2 separate regions of the Mus musculus genome follow, and region 2 is linked to region 1. Evidence: chromatin contacts called from public HiChIP or PLAC-seq data. All regions are on one chromosome and are shown on one strand. The core of a region is the stretch at or near the end of the contact, and the rest is flanking DNA. Distances in the headings are between cores, read along the strand shown. Region 1 has its middle 9.4 kb from the start of E230029C05Rik. Region 2 overlaps Sytl2 (synaptotagmin-like 2).

What was found. HiChIP or PLAC-seq counts read pairs in DNA pulled down with a chosen protein or histone mark.
Region 2: an HNF4G HiChIP or PLAC-seq map of pancreatic cancer cells shows a contact between it and region 1. The contact joins two enhancer-like sites. A contact is called at or near these places in 2 of 484 Hi-C or Micro-C datasets (both in natural killer cells), 3 of 115 datasets of contacts at active chromatin or transcription factors (CD8 T cells, effector CD8 T cells and pancreatic cancer cells) and 2 of 9 other capture datasets (adipose tissue and liver).

The regions. Positions count from the first base shown.
Region 1 is chr7:90,016,884-90,022,706 of GRCm38.p6, reverse strand. No RefSeq gene overlaps it. Among named protein-coding and RNA genes, the nearest start is that of E230029C05Rik, 9.4 kb to the left of the region's middle. Within about 2 kb of position 2,961, at least 112 of the 459 cell types and tissues checked have an H3K27ac peak or open chromatin away from gene starts, as enhancers often do. A contact at or near this core is called in pancreatic cancer cells, where this site is marked.
Region 2 is chr7:90,360,625-90,366,447 of GRCm38.p6, reverse strand. All of the region lies in intron 4 of Sytl2 (synaptotagmin-like 2), which reads right to left. Among named protein-coding and RNA genes, the nearest start is that of Sytl2, 61 kb to the right of the region's middle. Within about 2 kb of position 3,442, at least 23 of the 459 cell types and tissues checked have an H3K27ac peak or open chromatin away from gene starts, as enhancers often do. A contact at or near this core is called in pancreatic cancer cells, where this site is marked.

The sequences.
Region 1 (5,823 bases), core at 1,712-4,211:
CACTGGATGGACACATGCATTAGATCTGAGCATTGGCCAGGGGGCAAATCTCTCTGAGTTGGAGGTCAGCCTAGTCTACATAGTTAGCTCCAGGCCAGTTATATAGTGAGACCCTATCAAAAGAAAATAATAATGAAATAAAATACATTATGGCTGGTAAAGAAAAGACTGACACTAAGATGTAACCAGTTAAAGGTAGACTAGGTGTAAGATGCCTAGAATATATTCTTTGTTCCATTTAGGTTAGCATGCAAAGTAATAATTTTTTCACCATGGCATCTACACACACACACACACAGATATATATATACTTAAGATTCTTGTTTTGGGCTGAGCGAAACAAGAGAGATGGCTCAGCAGTTAAGAGCACTGACTGCTCTTCTGAAGGTCCTGAGTTCAAATTCCAGCAACCACATGGTGGCTCACAACCATCCGTAATGAGATCTGACTCCCTCTTCTGGAATGTCTGAAGGTAGCTACGATGTACTTACATATAATAAATAAATAAAATTTAAAAAGAAAAAAAAAAGATTCTCGCTCAGCTGCCTCTGTTGGTGGAGTACTGGCCAAGTCTCATAACCTCTAATATTACATTAAAGGGTTATTCAGTATGACATCAAGGAGAACTTGGAACTCTGGGACTGAGTGCTATGTAAAGGAGACAGGGAGAGAGCTTGTGGGGTAGGATTTGCTGTGTCAGTCTTTGCCAAGGGAAATGAGCCTTAAATCCATGTGGGGTTCTGGAGTGAAAAGATGAACAGAAGAACATGGTGGGGCTGGAGGTGAAAGCATCAGTTAAAACAAGGGGGCAGAAGCATTTAGACACAGCAAATGCTCCAATCAGATGCAAGAACTAGTGAGTTGTGGGAAGGGATGGATGGGCAGAGACGGGTGGGTTATAAAAGCTGTAAAAAGGTAGGAAGTGAGAACCAACTCCCAAGAGAATGTCCTTTGACATGCACATCATGGGGTCTGCTAGCCCCACCATACAATACACAAATGCAAACAAGAAATAAAATGCACAAACAAATTTTATTCTCTACATGTTTTATAAACATTTTAAATGTTTTATTCTAAGTGTATGGATAAATTTCTGTGTACCATGTATGTGTCCGGTGCCCAAAGAGGTCAGAAGAGAGTATGGGATCCATGGAACTGAAGTTACAGATGTTTGTTAACTGCCATGTAGTTGCTGGGAATTGAACCCAGGTCCTCTGGAAAAGTGGCCAGTGCTCTTAACTGCTGAGTCATCTCTACAGCCATAATAGATTTCATTTTAAACAAAGAAAGAGAAGACTAGCTTAGGGACAATGGGTATATGGATGTGTGGAAGATATATTGAAGATGAGGTTGACAGTAGCCCCATATCAATCACGTACGTTTGAACTAGGGCAGACAAGTTGTGCATGTAGACAATGACTAATCTGACAAGGATTTTGAAGGCAAGACTAAATACTGAAGCATCTAAAGAGGAAGCAATCCAAGGTCAACACAGAGTGTAGACTTTGTTAATGGAAAGAAGGGTACTGGGGACACTTGTGGGGAATTTCGCCATTTCATTTGTAGACATGAACATATCTGAATATCTTTACTGGGAGACATTTAAATGTTTCTACAGGCATGTTTCTGTAGATGGTGAGAAGTGTATTATTGTCAGGCCAGGTTTGTTGATCATTCACACATAAACGTTTTAATGATTCCAGGTTACATCATTATTTATAACTTAAACCCATCTCCACTGACTCTATCCTACTCTCTGCTGACCTCTCAGCCCCTAGCATACATGTTGGTAATATGGGTGGCTATGTTAGGAAGGTAGGTTAATTCATGCCAGTACCTCAAATCTCAGTGGTTGAAAAAGTTGTTTTCTTTATTGTTTTCCTTTATACCTCCCCATACCCTTATTTCTGTGTTTTGAAGGACAAAATCCAAACCCTTATGTATGGTAGGCAAGTGCTTTCCAGAACTCTATTGCTCACCTACACCCCAACCCCACTCCTATTTAATTGGCCAAAACAAGACACATGACACATTGCCTTCAAAAGAGCTGCATGTTTCCCCCGATGTCTGAATGCAAAGGTCAGAATTCTCTGTAAAAACCCAATAAATAGTTTTCCCTGGACACTTATCTGCACCTGCTCTGCTGTCTGTGGCGTCACTAAGATGTCCTTACTGCCAACATTGTGCAACCAACAGTGCCATAGCACAATTGTAACAGACCCTCGGACCTTTGCACGACTGACTCCATGATGTACCATTCAGCCCATAGACAGCCAAAGTAAAAGCAAAAAACCAATCCATTAAAGTTCATGGTTCTAGCCGGGTGTGGTGGCGCACCCCTTTAGTCCCAGAAAGTTCATGGTTCTGAGAAAACACTCTAAATGTATTAACGTTGCTTTTTGGCTTCTGTCGTTCTGCTTCTGGCTAACTGTTCTTGTTAACTGAAGTATGTCAACCCAGAATATGATTATTATTGTCCTTAAAAGCTCATCCTGAGACTGGCTTGAGGTTCCACTGGGATCCCGCACTGTCTGACTAATAAAGACTTTCTATTGGCTGAAATGAATGCTTAAGTAGTGATCTCTGGTGGATGCCCCACAACACAAGCCCTACAGGAACGAGTTGTGTTTGATTCTTGGCTGGTTCTCTCCTTTTTTATTTATTTATTTTTAAGTGTGTGTGTGTGTGTGTGTGTGTGTGTGTGTGTGTGTGTGTGTGTGTGTGTGTGTGTGTGTACTTGTACTAGAGCAGGTACGCAGGTACCCACGGAGGTTAGAAGCATTGCATACCCTAAGCCTTCCATCAGAAACACAATAGTTAAAGCGCTCTTTACTTCCTCTCTGCTTCTGAGCTCCCACTTCCCTAGCTTCTCTAGGAAGACTCAGCTCCTTTCTGTCCACTGTGTACTTCCTCCTTACCCTTTCACTTCCTTATCGCTCAGCACGTAACATGACCCACAGGACAGAACAACCCGCAGACAAACAGCAAATATTGCCCAATCTGTTGTTTGCTCTTTCTGACTCTGACTAGTTAGTTACCCGGATTTTTCAGTCTGTGCTAGCCTATGACTTTTTGACTGGACAATCCAGGCGATAGCTACTCTTCCTTTGTATCAGAATTCCATAGAGCGGCCGTTGAATCTTTGATCAGATGATTGTGGACACCCCCTGCATTAAGAATTTTTTTTTGGTTTTGGTTAGGTTTGGTTTGGTTTGGTTTTGTACATAATTCTTTTACCCATGATATTCATACTTATTGATGAATGGCAGTACATGGACAGACATTGTTAACCCATTGACAATTTATATATATATGTGTGTGTGTATATATATGGTTTTTGTTTTTTTTTGAGACGGGGTTTCTCTGTGTAGCCCTGGCTGTCCTGGAACTCACTTTGTAGACCAGGCTGTCCTCAAACTCAGAAATTTGCCTGCCCCTGCCTCCCAAGTGCTGGGATGAAAGGTGTGCACCACCACCGCCCGGCTGACAGATACTACTATATTTTAAGAAACTGACTTCTAGCTTTAGTTACATTGAAGTAAATCTGGGTCCACAATTACATGTATTAGACTTTTGCTCATATTCAGAAGAAAGGAATATGCTTCAAATACATTGAAATACATTTTTTCCTCATTACTTTTCTACTTTCTACTGGAATAAAGCTGGCTAAATGGCTCAGTGGGTAAAGGTGCTTGCCCCAGGACCCATGTGATTGAAAGAAAGAACCAACTCACATGTTGCCCTCTTGCCTCTTCATTTGATATGATGGGTGAAACAATAAGTCTTTAAACCGCTCTGAGCTCCCGATGGGTGGATGCATGCTTAAAGCAGCCCTCTCCAGATGCTCTGGAGCCAGATGGAAAACACACACACACACACACACACACACACACACACACACACACACTGGCTTATTTTTAATATGCCCTAAGCTAGCTCAATGGCTGAGCCACTCCTGAACCTCCACGTAGCTATACACTCCCCTTCAGTATTCTTGAGTTCTTGCTTTCTAAAATCTATACTTTCTCTCTGCTACCCCAGACCTAATAGGGGAGTGGCCGGCCCCTGGGGCCGCTTTTCCCTGATTCTTCCATGGTTGGGTCTCTGTCTTCCACAGCTCTCATGTTTGCATCCTCTTCCTTCCTTCTGCACTGGTGGTTCTCCTTCTCTCTCCTGTGTTTCCTCTCTGGGAATCCTCAAAGCCCAGCCTCTGTCCTCCTACCCAACCATTGCCTGTTTCTTTACTGACCAGTCAAAAAAACAATTTTTGAGCCGGGCGTGGTGGCGCACGCCTTTAATCCCAGCACTTGGGAGGCAGAGGCAGGCGGATTTCTGAGTTCGAGGCCAGCCTGGTCTACAGAGTGAGTTCCAGGACAGCCAGGGCTATAGAAAAACCCTGTCTCGAAAAAACAAAAAAAACAAAAAAAAAAAAAAAAAAACAAAAAAAAAACAATTTTTGGCAGGAACCTTCAGTAGACGTACAAATTCCCATGTAAGCATAAATTAAATCCCCAACAGATGGTGTACACTCACACACACACACACTCATACACACACCACACACACACACATACACCACAGATCCACAAACACACAGCTACACATACACACACATGGGCATGCACACATACAAATAAATAGTACATAAATGAAATTCATGAAATTCTTACACACACACACACATATATATATATATACATATATATATATATATATATATATATATATATATGAGGTTCCTATTATTTTACTGCAACACCTTCTGAAAGACAGGAAAGTTTAGTCAAATGATGAAAGCTGAAGCCATATTTCTCTTCATTTGCTTTGTAGAAACCAAAGTAAATGCGCCACAGTGCCTATGTCCAGACCTTCATGGCCCTCCACCAGGATCAAGTCTATACAAAGACAAGACAAAAGATGGCCACCCCTGATTCTCCAGATGACCTCTGATGTGTTTATAATAGATAAAGAGAGGAGGGATATGTTTTGTTGGAGGTGCAGTCAGGTATAGGGTAAGGACGGGCCTTTGCGGGCCCATGCTGAGCCATCCATTCCCCCTGAGGGACCAGCCACATGATGGTATAATATATAGTTTACTCAGAGCATGGGAAGGGGAGCTGAGAGGGTAGTAGAGAGAGAGGGAGAGAGAGAGAGAGAGAGAGAGAGAGAGAGAGAGAGAGAGAGAGAGAGAGGAATAGAGGCTGTCCATAAGCACTTGGAGAGAGAGGGGGAAGGGGAATGGGGAGAGAGGGGGAGGGGCGAGGGAACTGAGTGGAAGCAGGAAGGCAAGAGCAAGAGCAAGAGAGTGGGGAGGGGGCAAGCCTCCCCTTTCATAGTGAGTCAGGCATACCTGGTTGTTGCTTGGTAACTAAGGGGTGGAGCTTAGACAAAATGCTAACAACCTCTGTATCCAAATCCTGTCCCCAGAGGGAGAACGGTAGAAATTAGACTCAGAACGTCAAATCTTTTCTTCCACTCAGTAAATCTCCATGGCAGCTCCACACCATCCCACTTAACCAAAGAGACCAAGCCTTGAACCTCCTAGCATCCATGTACAGGAAATGCTTAGACCCTTGACATTTAGAATCCACATTCCTTTCTCAGCGTTGTAACTTCAGCAACACTAAGAAAAACTGGGGAGTGACTTTGAGGATATTTCTCAATTTACTAGTAACTTGCAGACCTGAGCTTTTGACTTTCCATGGGTGACCTAGCTTTAGTTTAACTATTTGTTGTACTGATGAGGAGAAACGCAAAACATGGAAGGAAACTTAGAAACACACACAAACTATGCCCTTGGAATCCTACTGGGCTGGAGTGCAG
Region 2 (5,823 bases), core at 2,193-4,692, 340 kb before region 1:
TAGTTTGAGATTCTTCTTCCTTTCTTTGTATTTTTTATTGTTGTTGTTTGTTTATTTACTTACCTCTGGAGTCTAAAGCGCCTTATTTGTTCATCAATTTATTTGCTGATTTGTCTTTTCACCCATCTCCTCCCTCACCATTTAGTCTTTATTTAATAATCAGGATCTTATCAATTTTTTTTTGTTAATTCATTCACTCACTTTCCTTCCTTCCTTCATTTCAGAGGTCATTTGCTTGGCACTTGTCTAGGGACTAAGAGTAACTTCATGGACTAAACGTCCCTCTCTTGTTATCGTCTGCTTCCTGGAGGAAGGAGAGCTAAGGACCGTTGTGAGGACCTTTGCTCAAGTAGCTCTGTGTGCATCTCAGGTAACCCTGTGTGCATAATTGAGAACATCTGTGTCCCTAACATATACCACAGTATGATCTACAGATCTATTACATTCTGTATCCTGTCTCCATTCCCTCATTAGTTTCTCTCCATCTCTCACCTAAAGTGCTGCAGCATTCCCCATTGAACTATCTAGCCCAGGTCTGCACACTGTTGCCGCAGAATTGCTCTGAGAAAAGAATCATTTGGTAGCTCCTCATGGATTAACAACAACAAAGAGTCTAGCTTCTTGGTCTGCATTCTAGCTTTGCTAGGTTCTTCCTTACACACACTTATCTACCACACATACCTGACCAGCCACACCAGATCACATCCACTCCCCAGCAAACCAGGGGATGTCAGAATGTCCTATCTAAACAACTGTCCCATCTAATACAGCTTTATCATCCCACAAGAGTCATCCTAAATGTGACTAGGTCCAGAATGTCCTTACCATCCCTCCACCCCAGCCCCATGGTGGATAGAATCAGCACTGTTGGCTGTGTTCTCAGCCTTTTCAGTACTGCTACCAGCTAGGCCTGGTAGTCAAGGGCTACAACTCTAACTACTCAGACAACTGTGGCAGAGGAGTCACTGATTCAAGATCCACCTAAGCCACAGAGTTCATTCAAGGCTAACTTGGACAACTTAGTTAAGACTCTAAAAAATATAAAATGAAATAAAGCAACCCTGGGACTTCTGTGATAAAGGGGCTTGTTTAACATGCCCCATGCCCTGGGTTCAATATACAGCATGGAATTAATAAATGTAAAAAGTAAATCCTATTATCATAGCAAGCACAATTATAGTCAGTCCCTTCTACAGAGAGTGGCTTCCTAAAAGTTGGGGGAGTGGGGTGCGAACCTCATTCACCTTTGAATCCCCTGCTACCATCTTGTACATGATAAATACTTACAGCGTTGACTGACAGAATAAACAACTGAATGAAGAGTGAACTTGTGCCTCTAAAGAACTTCTCACGCTATTAGATGCACACAAGACATTAAATGGGTTCTCTCAATGACTCACAAAGATGGATATTTAAATACCTTATTTCTATACATATACTACAAGTAGATGTAGGCATCTTGTGAATTAGTGACTATATCTTCACCATGCATACCTATTTATATTCTCTTTATTCTATTTTTCTTTGCATTCTATACATCCTAACTCTTTTTTTTAGGCTCACATTTGTCAAAGTGGCTATAATGAAAGTAGTCACTGACGTCTATTGATGTCATTTAGTTCTTGGGCCCCTTTCTTACAAGATATCAAGACACTGAGGTGAGTGTTACTTTTAATGGCCCTCCTATAAATTTGCCTTGTTTGGTTGAAGACTTTGAGCTTTATAAAGATCCTTGTAAAAAACAGCTCTTAAATCTTATAAACCACCAGTCCTAATAATTTTTCTAATAAAGCTTTTATGGTACAAGGGCAAGGACCTCTCAGATATCTAATTCTTGCCTGGCTAGGCCTTCTTTTTGCTACACAGGAGCTAGAGGCCTACTTGCTAGGATGGCACAAATATGTTTGGATTTGTAGTTTAGGAAGGTGACTGTTGAGAAGAAGAAAGGAGATTGAAACTTCCAAGTTCATAGGCTTAGAACTTAGTAATAACTACATAGGCTTAGTAGCAGGGGAAAGTCAAGTATTCTTTACAATTTGTTTTATATAATTCATCCTTCCAAGAGAGAGGATGACACGGGCAGGCATCTGGAGGGTGTGTGACAGGGAAGAGGACAAGAGGCTAGAAGAGAGAAAGAATTGGTAGCTTTGAGTGCATCTGAGCAATATTTATTTTAGATGTCTCAGCTAGCCTCTCTGTAACTCTAGAGATTAAGCAGTTATAAACCATCAGAGGGTAAGTTGTCAAAGGTGGCATCAAGGAAAAGAGAGAGAGACACATACAAACAGCGAGAGATAGAGAGAAAGAGAGAGGAGAGAGAGGGTGAGAGAGAGAGATACAGACAGACAGACAGACAGACAGACAGACAGAGAAATGAAAAGGTCCACCCTTTTCTGGGTTCATTCAATCTAAAGAAGTGCCTGTAGCAGAGACATCAAAGGCTCTGGTTGGTAGACACCTATTAGACTCTTAGTGATACCCAGGGCTCCATACCTGTTTAAGGGAACACATTATTATCTCAGATAACAAAGACTGGCTTCCAATGCCAGACAGGAAATGTTACACTTCACTGGTGGGCAGGGCTCTGACATACAGAGGGAAGAGCTTCTCTGGTCGTTATTCTGCATGCCTCACTTTGACTAAGCTATGTCCTATGGCTTGTTGTGTACACATGCTCAGTGGTGATTTTAGGAGGGGATGTGATATGCTCCTGATGTCGGGTTCATGGCCCAATGGCAACCCATACTGCTCACCACCAATTCAAGGTGACATAAGTACATGATGGACTGAGAGTATGTACCCAGGACCATTTATAGCAGTTTTTCCAAATGCCCAGTTGACAGTGATCTACTGTGTGCTTGTTTTTCCTTCTGTATTTCATTTCTGTGTTTTACAGAAAGCATCAGCCTGTGATATTTCGCAAGTTTAAAACCAAAAGGAATCAGGCCCTCCACCGTAGTTTATCAAGTTCAGCAAACACCATCCAGCTAAGTTAGTCACCAGGACCCCAGCTGCTGGTGACCAGATTTCCAGCTGCCCTTCAGGGGACAGTGTTCTCTGCTCATAACCCTTTCTGAGCTTCCGAGTGCCATGGCTGTAAACAAAGGTGAGTTCATGGAGAACGCAGTGGGCTGCCCATGTCTTATTGCTTGCTGATCACCCATAGCATTTTATGAGTGGGCTCCAATGGTCTCGTGGCTACCACACAATAAAGGCTCTTGTCACCATGCCTAGGTAAAAAACTGCATGGCCCAGCCTCACATCCCCCAACTTTTCTCTCCTGGCTAAGAAAATATTGACAGGTGCTGAGTCATTCTATTGAAAACCACTTAGCCTGTAAACGCAGGCCCCAAAACACACTTAACACACCCAGCTCACAAAGGTTAAACAGCATAAGGGGGTAGCCCTGCAGGAGATTGACACCAAGAAAAAAATGGTGGCCTCTGACACGGAGAGGAGGAAGTACAGCTGACTGATTACCACTCATGCCACGTCTCACAGAACTGGTCTTAACTAAGCAAAGCACCCGAGACACGCCTAGCAGCTGTGTGCTGCCCTTCTCAACCACACTTAATCTGTGTAATATAACAGTAGAATTGCAACGCCATCGGGAAGTTGCCAGTTTTTCTTCTTCCTAAGAAATGCTGACCAGCTCCCATGTTTCCTTTCAGTTACTCTCACAACATCCTAGTAAGGTAACCCGGTTCCAGTTCACGGATAAGAGCCAGAAGGTCTGTCAGAGGCCATGCAGAAAACAATGCACATCCAAATCACAGATCTTAGCCTGGAAGGAGGGAAGGAAGATGGGGAATGCCCACCATCCTGAGGGGGTACAACAAAAAGGAGTTGAGCATCTTTGCCTCTCAAGTCCTTTGTGGTGGAATGATGACCTGGGGGGGTTGGGGGGGGGAAGGGTCAGAATGGGAAGTCTGGGCTTGATCAAACAGTGGGATAAGCTGTTTGCCTCTGATGCTTCCTTCTTGCCTTGCCTCTTCTGTAGTGCTGTCTGTTCCCTCTGCTGATTAGTGCTCCATGCTCCTCAGGCCCTGTCATACCCAGATTCTAAGATCTGCTCCCAGCTCCTTGCTCTTGTGTCTAAATGACCATCGCTTTTCTAACCAGGGTTTCTAATATTTTGGCTTTATTTGTTGTTGTTGCTCTTGTTGTTTTATGAAAGTCTTATTGTAACTTGATATGCCATGCTTAGTTGATATCCCTTAAAGGCCTGCTTTTTTTCTGAAGAGAAGCAAAGGCAGAGTGGATCTGGGGGTAGAGAAGAGGGAGGGGTGGGAGGGGAGAGACTGGGAAGAGAAGAGAAAGTGGAAACAGTGGTCAGGATAAAATTTGTGACAGAAGAATAAATTTAAAAAGAAAAGAAAGTATCTATCAGGGGCATAAGCAGGCAATGGGGTTGGGGGCGGGACACCAAGAGGAATGAGTAGAGTGTCACCAGTTCTTGAGGTTCTTGAAATGCTATATTGAGTATCGTCCCTACTTAGTGGTGCATACTGTATGCTATGAGCTATGGTAAGAGTTCTGCATTTACTGTCACCAGGGGGGTTTTACCCAGCAACTGATGGGAACAGATGCAGAGACCCTCAGCCAAACATTAGGTTGGGCTTGAGGAATCCTGAGGAAGAGGGAAAGGAAGAATTGTAGGAGCCAGAGGCATCGAGGACATCCCAAGAAAACCCACAGACTCAACTATCCTGAGCCCATAGGGGCTCCTAGTGACTGAATCACCAACTAGGAAGCCTGTATGGGACCTATGCAGACCTTCTGCACATATGTCACAGTTATGTATCTTGGTCTTCTTGTGGGACTCCAAACAATGGGAGCAGGAGCTCTCTCTGACTCTGTTGCCTGCCTTTGGGTCTCTTCCCTTCTACTGGGATGTCTCATCTAGCCTTAATAGGAGAGGATGCACTTAGTCTTACTGCAATGTGATATGCTGTTTGATTTATATACGTGGGAGGTCTGCCCTTTTCTGAAGAGAAATGAAGGCAGACTGGACAGGGGAGGGAGGACAACACTGCGAGGAGAGGACAGAGTGGAATCTGTGATCAGCATGTAAAAAAGGTAATTAATTAAGTTAAAAACGAATTTTACATTTACTAGTTATTTGGTTTCCTAATAACTCTGTTAGGAGATTATTAATCTTGTTATATAGCGGGGGAGGTAAAGGTTTAAGAAATTAAAGATACTACTTTAAGGTCACATATCAAGCCAAACCTTAACCTCTAGCCAACATAGCAGACAAACATAGATGACACAGAAAATTAAAAATGGTCCTGGAGGAAAACGGTGAAGCCCATCACTCATGGGAAGTAGGCAATTAACAGTCACCTTATTAGAGTCAGTATTCCATTTCTCACATGGCATGACTTAATCATAGTTGACTCTGACATGCCCATTGGTAGTGGTCTTAGATGCTCAGCCTTCTTTGCCTTTAGACTGTTGTAAATATCTCTGATTCCACAGTGCCTTGGTCTCAGACTAATGTGTCCCACCATCAAAGACATTGTCTTCATGCCAGTATGAGGTTCTGAGGTGAGTTGTCTCCACTGAGCCCATAGAGGTAAAACAAAATTTCTCTTCCCACCAAAAGGTATTAACTGTGACCTCAAGAGAAAGATGCTAAGGAGAATACCTGTAAGTACCTAAAAGCAACTGAGTAAGTCCCCAAAGTTTTGGAGCAACATAGTCCCATAGCTTGTTACCTCTTGCAAAGGTCAACAAATGTCATCCAAAACTTTTGAATAAAAGCATCCAGAAGTCAATAATGGAATACAGAGGAGAATGCATTTTACAGGGGTATTTGCT